2 separate regions of the Triticum aestivum genome follow, and region 2 is linked to region 1. A link is a contact called in public Hi-C data. All regions are on one chromosome and are shown on one strand. The core of a region is the stretch at or near the end of the contact, and the rest is flanking DNA. Distances in the headings are between cores, read along the strand shown.

Region 1 (6,516 bases), core at 4,009-6,508:
AACATTCGATCGGTTTGATAAGAGTTCACGTATCTGAAAAGAATTCATCATATAAGGAAGAAAAAACAAAAAACAAAAACAAAAAACGAAAAACGAAAAACGAAAAAAGAAATAAGAAAACTGGGAAACGAAGCTTGATATTAGATGTGCCCAAGTGGCCGACTGGTTAGCGCGTTGTACTCTGGGACAGGAGGTCGGTTGTTCGATACTTCTCACCCGCGCATTTTTTCTGTTTTGTTTCATCTTGGTTGCGCCTCCGTTTTGGGCCGGCCCATAGGCGTGGCAGCGTGGGCGCCGGAACTCCTAGTTGGCGCCAAAGGCGCTGACTAGGAGCTCCCCGAGGAAACACCCGCATTTATCTAAAATAGCCAGAAGTAAATCGGTCCATTTATAATTTTCTAATTTTCTGGTGAAACTATATGTTTCTAAAAATTCCATAAAATATTTTTTTTCAAAATATGCTCTTACAATAAATTGAATATTCTAAAGTTATGAAAAATATATATTTAAATATATTTATGTTCTGGTTAGAAAAGAGTTTTTAGTTTTAAAAACGTTTGCCGTATATAAGCATTCACTGTATATTCAGGAATAATGGTTCACCATATATTACAAAATATTTAGTGTGTAATAAAAGATCTTAATGTATATAAAAATTATTCACCATATATTACAAAACAATTAGCGTATATTTCGAAATGATTCACCATGTATTACAAAATGTTAAGTATATATTGAAAAATATTCACCTTGTTTTGAAAAAATGTTCATTTATAAAGAAAAGGTAGATTGATAAATTAAAAATAGGATTCACCCTCCGCATGCACCAGAAAGAGCATCCACGGTAGGGTGAAAAGGATGAAGTTTGGTTTGTTTCTATGTCTGCAATCGTAAATGAGTAACTGTGAGGAAGTGCAAAGGCGTGATAGAATTAATTAGTAGCATCTTCCTCACATAGATTTCATGTCTGAAAGAAAAACAATTAAGATGAATGAAAAGTATTTCACCACTTGTTCATTTTTCACCACTTAATTACAAGGTGCTTGCTTGCTTGGAGCTTAAAATAAATGCCAATATATATCGAATATCACCACTTGGTTTGCTTGCTTGTAACAAAACAAACGCCAACATATTACATATACAGTGTGTACAATTCAAGCAACAAAAACCAGAACTATCACAAGAGTGACATTTAGCTCTCCAGTCTTCCTTGCCTTCCCATCCCTTCCAAAATAATGTCATGCTTATTTTTCCAGAGTAATTGACAACCCGCCGCCACGCCCGCGCACACTTTTCTTTTACAACCGATCCAAACATTATGAAATAATTAACACAAGGTACATCGGATCGAAAGGAACCAAAACACGCCAAAGATCCACGATAAAACATCACATCGTGTACGCCGACGGCAGTAGCCTCGGCACGGGCTGAACCATTAGCGGCACGGCCCGCTGCAAGGTGAGACCATAGGCCTCCTCCATGTCGAGTTTTTCAGGTGTCATGCCATCAACCAAGGTCCAGTCGAACGCGTGCACGAGCGTGGCAGTCGTGAGCGTGACCATCCGGAGGCCCCAGCTGAGGCCCGCGCATATCCTTCGGCCCGCCCCGAAAGGAATGAGCTCATAGTCGCCCCCCTTAACGTCCACGCTCTCATGCGACCCGCCCGGGAGAAATCGGGTGGGCCTGAACTCTAGGACGTCATCCCCCCATGAGGCCGGGTCACGGGCGATGGCCCACACATTGACGAGCAGGGTGGTGTCCTTGGGGATGCGGTAGCCGTCCACCTCGCAGTCCTCGGCGGCCACCCGAGGAAGGGAGAGCGGCGTCGACGGGTGCAGCCGGAACGTCTCCTTGATGACGGCGGCAAGGAAGGTGAGTTGCGGCAGGTCAGATTCGGTGACGAGGCGGCCATTTCCGACAACGTCGTCGAGCTCGTGTTGGAGCTTCTTGAGGACGTCTGGGTGTCGTATCAGCTCCGCCAGTGCCCACTCCACCGTGCTTGATGTCGTGTCCGTCCCAGCGGTGAACAGATTCTAAAAGAAGAAACATGTGCTTTAGTTCATGTAAAACAAAAACATATGGCTCATTTTTTGCACTCTTCACTAAACTCGATTCTGACCAAAGTGACATAACCAAAATCTTTGCGCACAAAAAAGAAAGTTTTTTAGCGACGCGGATTTTTGGGACATGCGGCCACGCGCAGCCCATATCCAGGACGTCCGCTTGTGCGTCGTGATGACTACTTTTAATAAGCCATCTGGAATACCGGGCGGCTTAATTACAAGCTTCCCAAATACCTCACTTTATACGGCCGTTGTGTGGGTCAGGGCTGCATTTAATGTCGTATGAATACACGGGCCAGGCGACGCCCAACCGATTGAATAATTGCTTTGGGCGCTGGCTGGACATAACTGAGCTGTTGCCAAGTTCGGTTCTCACAGTGCGCATCTCGTCTTTCCGTCGACCGTGGACGAACAGAGCAAGGTGTGGAGATGGGTTCTGCACAGACGGAGAGCGCATCGGTTGCACAACATACCCACTGCACGCTTCTCTCGCGTTTAGCAAGTAGGAAAAATCCAGCAATGTCGTCATCGTCTTCTAGCTGCGGCACGCCCGTAAGCATCTCTCCAAATTTCTTTGTTGCGGGAGACACGCAGCTAGGAGGCCGTTGCGTTGATGGATCATCAATGGATTGTTGGGTGCATTTACGTTTTGCAGGGGCAGCTGAGCGTATTCACTCCTCTGTTGTGTCTTTAATATGTGCATCGCATGTGGGGAGGACATATCTAGTAATACGGGTCTCAGGTGCTACAATGCTCAAATGAATCCTCGACCGCTAGATCATATTCTAAGGGACATGATGAATGCAAGGGTGATGACCAGCTCCTCCACCGCAGAATATACCAGAAACACCCGGGATTCTATACTTAATTAAGCCCAAGGGAATGGGAAGATGATGATTTCTGGATTTCCTCAATTTTGCCCATTGTTTATTTAGCAGAAGCATGCGTGAAATGATGCATGTAACCTTGTTATCACAAGAAATAAAAGTACGACACGCTCTACTGGTAAAAAACATATACACATTCTAAAACTGTAGGTGTTAACTTAGAAAAAAAAAGTTGTGCATTTTAATTAACCACAACATTCACTCAATTAGATTCAGTTCCTCTTCAAGATAGCTGGAAATGCTTGCTTGTACATTCTCTACAAAAAACTCAGTTAGCTTCCGTGAAAGCAAATATAGCATGTACTAGGTCAGTTGTCCAACTGATTTGAGATTGTACAAGCTAGAACGGCACATGGAATATGTGAGGACCAACAACGGAAAATATTCATTTATAATAGTACTCTTTGTGGATTATCATAATTGACATTATATGCAAATTTATGGACTAGACATACCAGACTACTATTAGTGTTTGACAGACAAAGTAACAAAAAATTACTAGATTTATTTTGTTGAACTTTTAGCAGTATAAAAGCAAAATACGGAGATGGCATAATTTTATATGGAGATTGCACAATAGCAAGCATTTTTTTCTGCCCGTAAGTGAAACCGAGGCTCATAAACTAGTATAGTACTAGTAGGAAAAGGACGTGATGCTTAATTAATAACATGAATCAGAGTGTTTTTGTATATTTTGCGGTGGAGAAGCTGCTCATCACGTGTGCCTTCATCGTGTCCCTTCCAACATAATCCAAAGGCCCATGATCCATCGGAGCATTGTATCACTTGAGTTGCGGTATCACCAGATATGTTGCCCGCATGTGGGCTGCTAGATCGTTGAATTATTGCCATTGGGATGTTGGGTGTGGGATTAATGCACGCGCTGCCTCGCGGGCCATGCACTGCATGTGTCAGGTGCAAATACACACGCTATACCGAATGCTATACGACGAGGTGAATTCCTTATACGGCCAGAGGGTATTAAAGCTGCACGCATCGCGCGGCAGCGTGCGGTGTGGATTCCGGACGCGCGTGGTGGCATGTCCACTCGCGATTTATCGGTTTTTTAAGACAAAAAAGTTGAGTATATAACTGAACCAATAAACACAAAAATCTTATAGTAGTACCTTGGAACTTTAATCTTGTATAGTTATGGTCAGCAAAGCTTTAATAAATAAACACATGAAAACAAATAGTACTGAGTTTGTACACACATACCAAGAGGAGAGCCTTGATGTCAGTCTCGTTGAACTTGATCCCGTCCTCCTCGCCGCCGGCGGGCGGCGACTGCCGCATCATCCCCAGCATGACGCTCAGCAGGTCATTCCCGTCGCCGTCAGCCCTGTCGCCCCTCTCGCTGATGAAGCCGTCCATCATGCGGTCGTAGCGGCGGTGGAGGCGCTTCATCTTGGCGACGACGCCCTGCGGGTCGAGCCAGCGGAGCGCCGGCACAAAGTCGCCGATGTTGAAGACGCCAGCGAGCTGCATGAGCTCCACGACCATGTCCTTGAACTCCCTGGCGCCCTCGCCGACGCCGTCCCCGAAGACGCGCCTGCCGACGGCGGCCAGCGCGAGCGCGTTGGTGGCGCAGACGTTGGCCTCCTGGCCGACGGCGAGGCCCGCCGGCGAGTCCGAGGAGGAGAGCAGGCGGGTGACCATGAGGCGGGCCTCGTCCTGGCGGACGGTGCGGAGCGCGTCGAGGGCGCGGGCGGAGAAGAGGTGTTGCGCGCAGAGCTTGCGGAGGGCGCGCCAGCGGGCGCCGTAGGGCGCGAAGACGAGGTCCTGGTAGTTGTAGGCGACGTGCTCGGCGCCCGAGTTGGGCGGGCGGTCGCTGAAGTTGGCGTCGTGGGCGCGGAGGAAGCTGCCGGCGACCTTGGCGGAGGCGGCGACGACGACCTCGGCGCTGCCGAAGCGGAGGCGGAAGAGCAGGCCGTGGAGGCGCGCGAGGGCCGCCATGGTGTGGTGCGGCTTGTCGCCCAGCTGCGGCAGGTTGCCCAGCACCGGCCACCCCCTCGGCCCGGGCGGCAGCGGCAGCTTCGGCTTCCTGGCTCCGCTGCCATGGCCGCGGAGGTGCCAGACGGCGGCGACGATGACGGCGGCGAGGGAGGCGAGGAGAAGGAGCAGGTCGTGATCCATGGCGGCTGGGGTCATGGAGGGTGGCAGTGGATGCGGGGATGTTTGTTTGTTAGTTGGGCGGGCGCATGGCATGCAGACGCGGCCGTATAAATATGGGAGCTCTGGAGAGCGCGTGCTCCACCTAAATCGCCGGATCTACCAGTCCTGCTACCTACCCGCCCACGCCCACGCCCTCATCTCTCACAACAAAGAAAGAAAGAAAGAAAGAAAGAAAGAAAGAAACAAGTGAGGAGGAAGAAGAATGGGTGGCGCTAGCTCCAGTCCTCCCAACTACCCAACCCAAGAGCCTGCACTTGGCATGCACAGTCCGAGGAAGAAGGACAAACAACAGAGCTTTCCAAACGACTTTTGGAGATGGCCAAAATGGGATGTGCATCACTCACTCACTTGGCAGCCGCATATGTTAACTACTCCTCTCTATGTTTCTTCCACGTCACCACAAACTCTTTCTAACTTCTTGTAAAACACAGTTGCAAAAATAAAGTAGCTTTAAATGAATCTAAAAGGAGCTTTAGGGCATCCACAATGTACGTATGCCAAAATGATGGTGCCAAATGCCAAACTAGCTTTTACCACTAGTTCCGCCCATTGTGGGGGTGCTGCCAAATTAGAAACATAGGGAACCGATGCTAGTAGGGGCGCTGATGCCAAATGAGCCAAACCAATAAATAGTGTATGTTTGCCTAGGGCTCGGTTCTTTCCTCCTCCCAAGGAAAGACTCACCGGCGATTAGATCTACTCCACCTCCGGTGGGCGCCGTCGCCGGTGGTGGTGCAGAGGACCTTGCACTCGACCGGTGGGACAGACCCTGCTCTCATTCTTGTTAGGTTCAACGTCTTGCTTGGCATTAATTATGTGGCGGTGACGATGTCCCTCGGTATGAATAATGTTTCACACGTCCGATCCTAGTCTCGATGGTGCATCTAGCATCGTCGGCGTGTGTATAGGTTTGTCTTGTTAAACCATATGTTGTTAGGATAAGAAGGTTGTTAGTATCTAGGGTTATGTATATCCTCTGTAACAACTCTTGTGTATATCCGGCACTGCCGAAGCCCTAGCTAGATGGCTGAGCATATAATGAACTCAAAGGCCGCCGTTCCAGGTGAGCCAATCTAATCTACATCTCCTAGTTTCACATGGTATCAGGCCCTCTCACATAACTGCTAGATGGGTTCTCCTTCCGCTGGCGCCATGACTTCCTCAGCCATGACCTCCCTTGCTCTACCGGCTTCCCTCTCGGCGTCATCCACCTCTTCCGTTCCGCCTCCCTCTGCTAGCCTCATCACGGCCAAACTCACCATCTCCAACTACCTCCTGTGGAAAGCACAGATTCTTCCTCCTCTCTGCATCGCCAATGTCACCGGCTACGTCGATGGCACTTCTCCCAGTCTCCCTCGGCTCCTTCCACCTGATGACAAGGGGGAACGTGC
Region 2 (6,223 bases), core at 997-3,496, 64 kb after region 1:
GCTGGATCTCCATCAATCTCTCCTTCCCCCTTGCTGGATCAAGAAGGAGGAGACGTCGCTGCACCATACGTGTGTTGAACGCGGAGGTGCCGTCCGTTCGGCACTCGGTCATCGGTGATTTGGATCACGGCGAGTACGACTCCGTCATCCACGTTCATTGGAACGCTTCCGCTCGCGATCTACAAGGGTATGTAGATGCACTCCTTTCCCCTCGTTGCTAGTATACTCCATGGATGCATCTTGGTGAGCGTAGGAAAATTTTAAATTATGCTACGATTCCCAACAAGGGGAGGGCTGCAGCACCACATCCAGGGCGCAGCCCCTCCCCTCCCCAACACCTCTCCTCCTCCGCGTGTGCTTGGCGAAGCCCTGCCGGAGAACTGTCACTCCACCACCACCACGCCGTCGTGCTGCTGTTGGAGCCTTCTTCCTCAACCTCTCCTTCCTCCTTACTGGATCAAGGCGTGGGAGACGTCACCGCTCCGTACGTGTGTTGAACGCGGAGGTGCCGTCCGTTCGGCGCTTGGATCATCGGTGATTTGGATCACGACGAGTACGACTCCATCAACCCCGTTCTCTTGAACGCTTCCGCTCGCGATCTACAAGGGGATGTAGATGCACTCCTCCCCTCTCGTTGCTAGTAAACTCCATAGATTGATCTTGGTGATGCGTAGAAAATTTTAATTTCTGCTACGATCCCCAACAGTGGCATCATGAGCTAGGTCTATGCGTAGTTTCTATGCACGAGTAGAACACAAGTTGTTGTGGGCGTCGATTTTGTCAATTTACTTGCTGTTACTAGTCTTATCTTGATTCGGCGGCATCGTGGGATGAAGCGGCCCGGACCGACCTTACACGTACGCTTACGTGAGACAGGTTCCACCGACTGACATGCACTAGTTGCATAAGGTGGCTAGCGGGTGTCTGTCTCTCCCACTTTAGTCGGATCGGATTCGATGAAAAGGGTGGGGTGGGCCACTGATGGCTACTGGTCCACTGATGGCTACTGGTAGGGTGGGCCACCCATATCTCTGCCAGCTTCACCCTGTCCTCCATGGACAGCGCGCCCTCCTCCTCCAAATCCTCGTCGTCTGCGCTGGAGTAGTATGAACTGGAGCCGTCGACGTCGTCCAGACCTAAGTGGTCATCGGGGCCGAGGCCAGGAAGGTCCCCGTACCCGCCCGCGCCGTCGACGCCGCCGGGAGTCGCTGCCGCCATCGCCTGAGAGGGGAGAGGAAGACGAGGGCGAGGGGAGAGGAAACTAGGGTTCGTCGCGTACGGGTTCGACCGGACCGGACCAAGCTACTTGGTGCGACCGAGCAGGCTGGGATGAGTGACCGCGCGGGTGCGGGTGCGCGCGGGTAGGCCACCGTGGCACCTGACAAGTGGAGCCGGTCAGTCAGATACGTGGTCAATACGAGCTTATACGGCTGTCAGACCGTTTTGCAACACTTAGACTTAGAGTTGGCACTGCATGGCAAAAAAAATGACTACTGATACTGATTCGTCACAACGTGCCGTAGTATGGTAGTGTCTTGCAATTAACTCCTGGCTGCGGGAGTGGCAGCTACCCGGCCACACCACCTAACAGGAAGGCCGGCCGCTCCTCCTACCTACTCAACGGTGCACAGAGACTGGGTGACCGACTAGCCCTAACTTGTGGTGTACCATTCCGCTGTCTACTCCCCTCCACATACACGGGAAATTAAAAAAGCGACTAGCAAGGACAAGAACTGAGCTCTCGAAAATTGACACGCGAACCTCCTCGTCAAGTGGCCAAATGGACTCTGCATCACTCACACACTCGCTCACGTCCTGAGGAGCCACGTGTTTCCAGGGGGCGGGTGTGGCATTATGACCGGGCGATTTTTTTCACCGGTGCTACCTGAGAGGCTGCGCAGCTTCAAAACCCGGTCGTGGTGCGAGGCGGAAGAAGCTGGAACTTATCTCCCGCGTTGGCTGTTGGATATAGAGCAAGCTTCAAAGGGGACTCGATAGCCTCAAATTTGGAGGCTATAAGCTCTTTTCGAGCGAGCTTCGTAAATTATGGCGATCCAAAGGCATGTTAACAACTTTGTCAGAGTGTCAGTTTAAATCAAAGTCATCGTAATGACAATTAATTATCATGACAATGGCTAGCAAGTGTTCGATAAGACCACCCTGCGCGCGCCAGCAGTAAGCTACCCTGCCGGACACACCGCACACCACGTAGGCATGTAATAAGAAGAAGAAGAAGAAGAGCAGCGAGCGGCCGCTCCTCCTACCTACCCAAAACCCAACGTAGCTGGTGACGTAGCTGTCGTCACTAGCTAGCTAGCTCCAACATAGGTAAACAACGACTAGCAAAGACAAGAGCTGAGCTTTCGAAAATTGACTAGAGAACCTCCTCCTCCTCAAGTGGCCAAATGGACTCTGCATCACTCACTCACTCACTTCACTCACGCTCACGCAGGCCCGTCGTGGACCTGTGTGAGCTCCTCATCGCCTACGGCAACACGGTGGTCTTGCCGCCGCATTCGGGCACAACATTGTGTGCATTTGTATGAAGAAGGCAACGAGGGGCTCACGGCGGAGGTGCAGATGTGGCGGCCTGGATTCGCCGGCCGGCGAGGGGTGTTGGAGCGAGTTGCTGCCGCTCTCTCTGATGCACATAGGTGCTTGATGTATTGCCAACGAGAGAGGAGGAGGAAGAAGAAGACCAAGTCAACATTGTATGTGGCATATTGTTTTTGCCAACCCAGCCCAATCGTCGCTCCGACTAGTTAGTGACATCATCAAAGCAATTACCATTGTATATAAACCATGCATGTATCAGTTCCAAATTACCGATGTCCTGTGTGCTTACTATGAAGACGAAATAAGCATGGGCATGCACGTCTCCTTCCAGTGCCGCGTTCAAAAGTACGTGCCAAACACTTGGATATGGCATTTTCTTTTTCTTAACAAGCATATCAGAAAAGGGTTCCTCCGCTTTGTATTACAAAGCAATCAACACCGACAACATTGCAAATGCTGGGGGCGAGCAGCACAACAAGCCCAAAAAAAAGAGAAAGAAAGAAGAAGCAGATGCCAACAACGGCAGCTCGACAAAGCGCGGGTGACCCGCCACCGCTGCGCCCTCCGGACTCGACCCACAAACCAAGGCTTCGATCCACCGTGTACCAAGCAGCACCTCTAGGAAGGAATGTGACGCCGACGACGCTGCTACCCGGACAAGTCCTGGTGTTTCCCCCGACACGCGGAGGGGAGTGGGGGATGGATACCACCGACGCCTTCCAGGAAGGGATGACGGCACCCGCAGGCGACACCCCATCGGAGCCGGAAGGACCGGCAAGGATTTCTCCCGCATTCCCAACCCCCATCACCCAACCAGGCCAGAGCCAACCATCCATCTTGTCGCCCACCTGTATGCGCCACCGTGGTCTTGCCGCCACCCACGCCGCCTCACTGAGAACACCACCATGAGGCCAAGAAGACGGAGAGAGAAGGCGCTAGGCGTCGGGAGCAGCGACACCGAAGCCATGCGGGAGGGAACCATCTCCACCGTCGTCGTGCGGGAAGCCCGTGCATTCGGCACCGTCGCGGTCGCCGTCCGGACGTGGCAGCAGGGCACACCAGGCCACCCCTGGCCTGGTCAGGCCCAAATCGGGCCCGCTAAGCCCGGCCGGCCATGCTGCAGCAGGGCGGCGCTGGCGCCGCCAGCATCCACCAGCACGACACACCTCCTCTGCCTCCCGGGAGCCACGCAGACGCCGCACCCTGTCGCCGGCCCGCCCCGACCCAGATGGGGCCCAAGGGCCCAAATCTGGGCCGAGCAGGCGCCACCAGACCCCGCCGCCGCGCCACCCCGCTGCGAACGGCAGCGCCGCCGCCCAGCTGATCTCCCGCGCGCCATCAGGACACACCGCCGCCGCGCCGGACCGACGCCGCCTAGGGACACCTCCCGGATCCGTGCCATCCCGCGCCAGAACACCACCAAGAAGGGAAAGGCCAGGGGCCGCGTCGCCGGGGCCAGGCTCAGAGGCGGGCGGCGGAGAGGGATGGGAGAGGGAGGGGCTTGGGGAGGAGGGGGCCGGGTGCGGCTGGTCGCCCGTAGGGGCGACACGGTCACGAGAGACGACGAAGGGGATCTTATTCAAAGGTTTTTCCGAGAACAAGCATAGAAAGGAGAATTTTGGTGTTCACGAGCCGTCTAAGTATCCTCCCAAGTCCCAATGCTCTATGTAGGAGTACGTGGTAATGCATCGCACAAACTTTCCATCTCCTCTCATGTTTTGTGACACTTGTTTAATTGCATGCATGGCACAAACTTTCCAATTTTTCTGATCATGTGATCAGAGCAAAGATAACTTATCGAGTACTGGCACCTCTTGATAAGTTATCTTTGCTTGATAAGTTATCTTTGCTCTGATCACATGATCGGAAACATCACACGAAGGCGAAGCAGGGGATGCTCAGGTTTCAAGCTCCAAAACCTTACATGTGTTGAGGATTCACAGATAGTACTTGAGCAAACATAGACCAGCATAGTACGGTACATGAGACAGCCGCTGGCAGATCATTACTACTCTCTTCACATAATTATTACAATGACGACCCAACACGCCAATATTAGAGCATCACAGGCTTCAGCGGGTAGAACATGACGTTCCTCACACTGTCCTTCAGAGATGTCATGAACTGAAGATAAGAATCTCTGAAGATATCAACGTCCAGATCAGTTTAGTTAACTTCCGATACCGCTTTGTTTATGATCATCCAAGGACACTCGTTGAAGGAGTGGTTGGCCGTTAATTTTGGCGTGCCAAACGTAGTCTGTTCCTTTAGCACTGTAGCTGTCATTTTCTTGCCGTTACTCCTTTCTTTCTGTTGATCGGCGTCACTCGCTGTGGTATAAAGCTGAGCTTGTAAGTTGTAACCCCAAATGGGATTATCTACCAAATACCTAATACAAGAACCCTAGACGCCCCCATGATCTGTAGCGATAATGTTTAGTTCATGATACTGTAGCTACTCCGTGATTATTGTACCTTGCAGTTTGTGAAAATACTGTAGCTCTATTGAAGAATTTGCAAACCAAATTTTGGAAACGATTGAATGTTACTTTTTTGGAAAATGCTGAACATTTTTTGAAACCATGAAATAAAAATTGAAATTCCAAACCAAAAAATCCCAACATTTATTGAGAACTAGGGTAAAATTTGAAATAATTTTTTTGAAACGTGAATTTTTAAAAAAAATACTTGAAGAAAAAAGTTGAAATTCCAAACAATTTAAAAAAAAAGTGAACACTGTGATAAATTTCGAAATGTCAAACATTTTTTTAAACGTGAACAAAAAGTTGAAATTCCTACCAATTTCTAATTTTTTAAATATTTTGAAGAAATTTCAAACATTTTTTTAAAACATGAACATTTTTTGAAAAAGTGAAAAATAATTAAAACATGACCAATTTTAAAAATTTGTGTTGTTTGATGTGCATAGGAATGTGGCGACGAGGTTGCTAGACAGCTCTACAGAGATGTCCCCGGTGAGATCCTTGGGCAGTCGTCGGGGTGGGAAGACAAACAGACAATCTGTCCAGGGGAAGGACACGGTTATATAGTGGGTAGAAACCAGGGGGAACATTAGGATGGGCCTGGTTTCTGTTATAAAACTTGTGCGTGAAATATCGGATCATAATACGTTGTTACTCTCCTCGGGAGAAGAGGGACGTGAGGCCCCTAAACCTAGAGAGTTCCGTTTCGACCTGACATGGATTAAAGATGAAATTTTCATGATGATTGTTGAGGATATCTGGTCTAGGAAAGTCAATTCTTCAGACCCTATAGATATTCTCAACATCAAGTTAAGAAGGATTAAAACTTACTTCAAGGGTTGGGGGTCCAATAAATACGGTCATGACAAAAAAAAGGAAAGAGGAGCCTAGGATGGAACTATCCATGTTGGAGGAGTTCTCCAGAACTTTATAACAGAAAAGTTGATATTTGTGTTGAGCTACATGAGCTGTTTGTCAATGAGGAGATCTTTTGGTTGCAGCAGTCCCATGAGAGATGGCTGCTTAAAGGCGATTTTCACAAAATAGCTAATGGTCGTAAGAGAAAGAACACTATTCATTCGCTTAGGGTGGGGGACTCCGAGGTGGAGGGCACTGATGATCTGATTGCCCACGCCACTAAATATCATAAGGAGCTCTTTGGCCTAGCCCCTGGTAACCAGTTTC

The links. Hi-C and Micro-C count contacts between places; a contact is called where the count stands out from the background.
Region 2: a Hi-C map of leaf shows a contact between it and region 1, with 5 times the contacts expected there. The contact joins the enhancer-like site here to the promoter of LOC123183410 in region 1. A contact is called at or near these places in 2 of 5 Hi-C or Micro-C datasets (both in leaf).

Annotation. Positions count from the first base shown.
Region 1 is chr1D:495,353,966-495,360,481 of IWGSC CS RefSeq v2.1, forward strand. LOC123183410 (flavonoid 3'-monooxygenase CYP75B3) reads right to left here and starts at 5,259. Exons shown (of 2, transcript XM_044596224.1): 1 at 4,169-5,259; 2 at 1,059-2,033. The coding sequence starts at 5,158. The coding sequence ends at 1,389.
Region 2 is chr1D:495,420,510-495,426,732 of IWGSC CS RefSeq v2.1, forward strand. No RefSeq gene overlaps it. Among protein-coding and RNA genes, the nearest start is that of LOC123183411, 17 kb to the right of the region's middle. Within about 2 kb of position 2,247, at least 1 of the 8 cell types and tissues checked has an H3K27ac peak or open chromatin away from gene starts, as enhancers often do. A contact at or near this core is called in leaf, where this site is marked.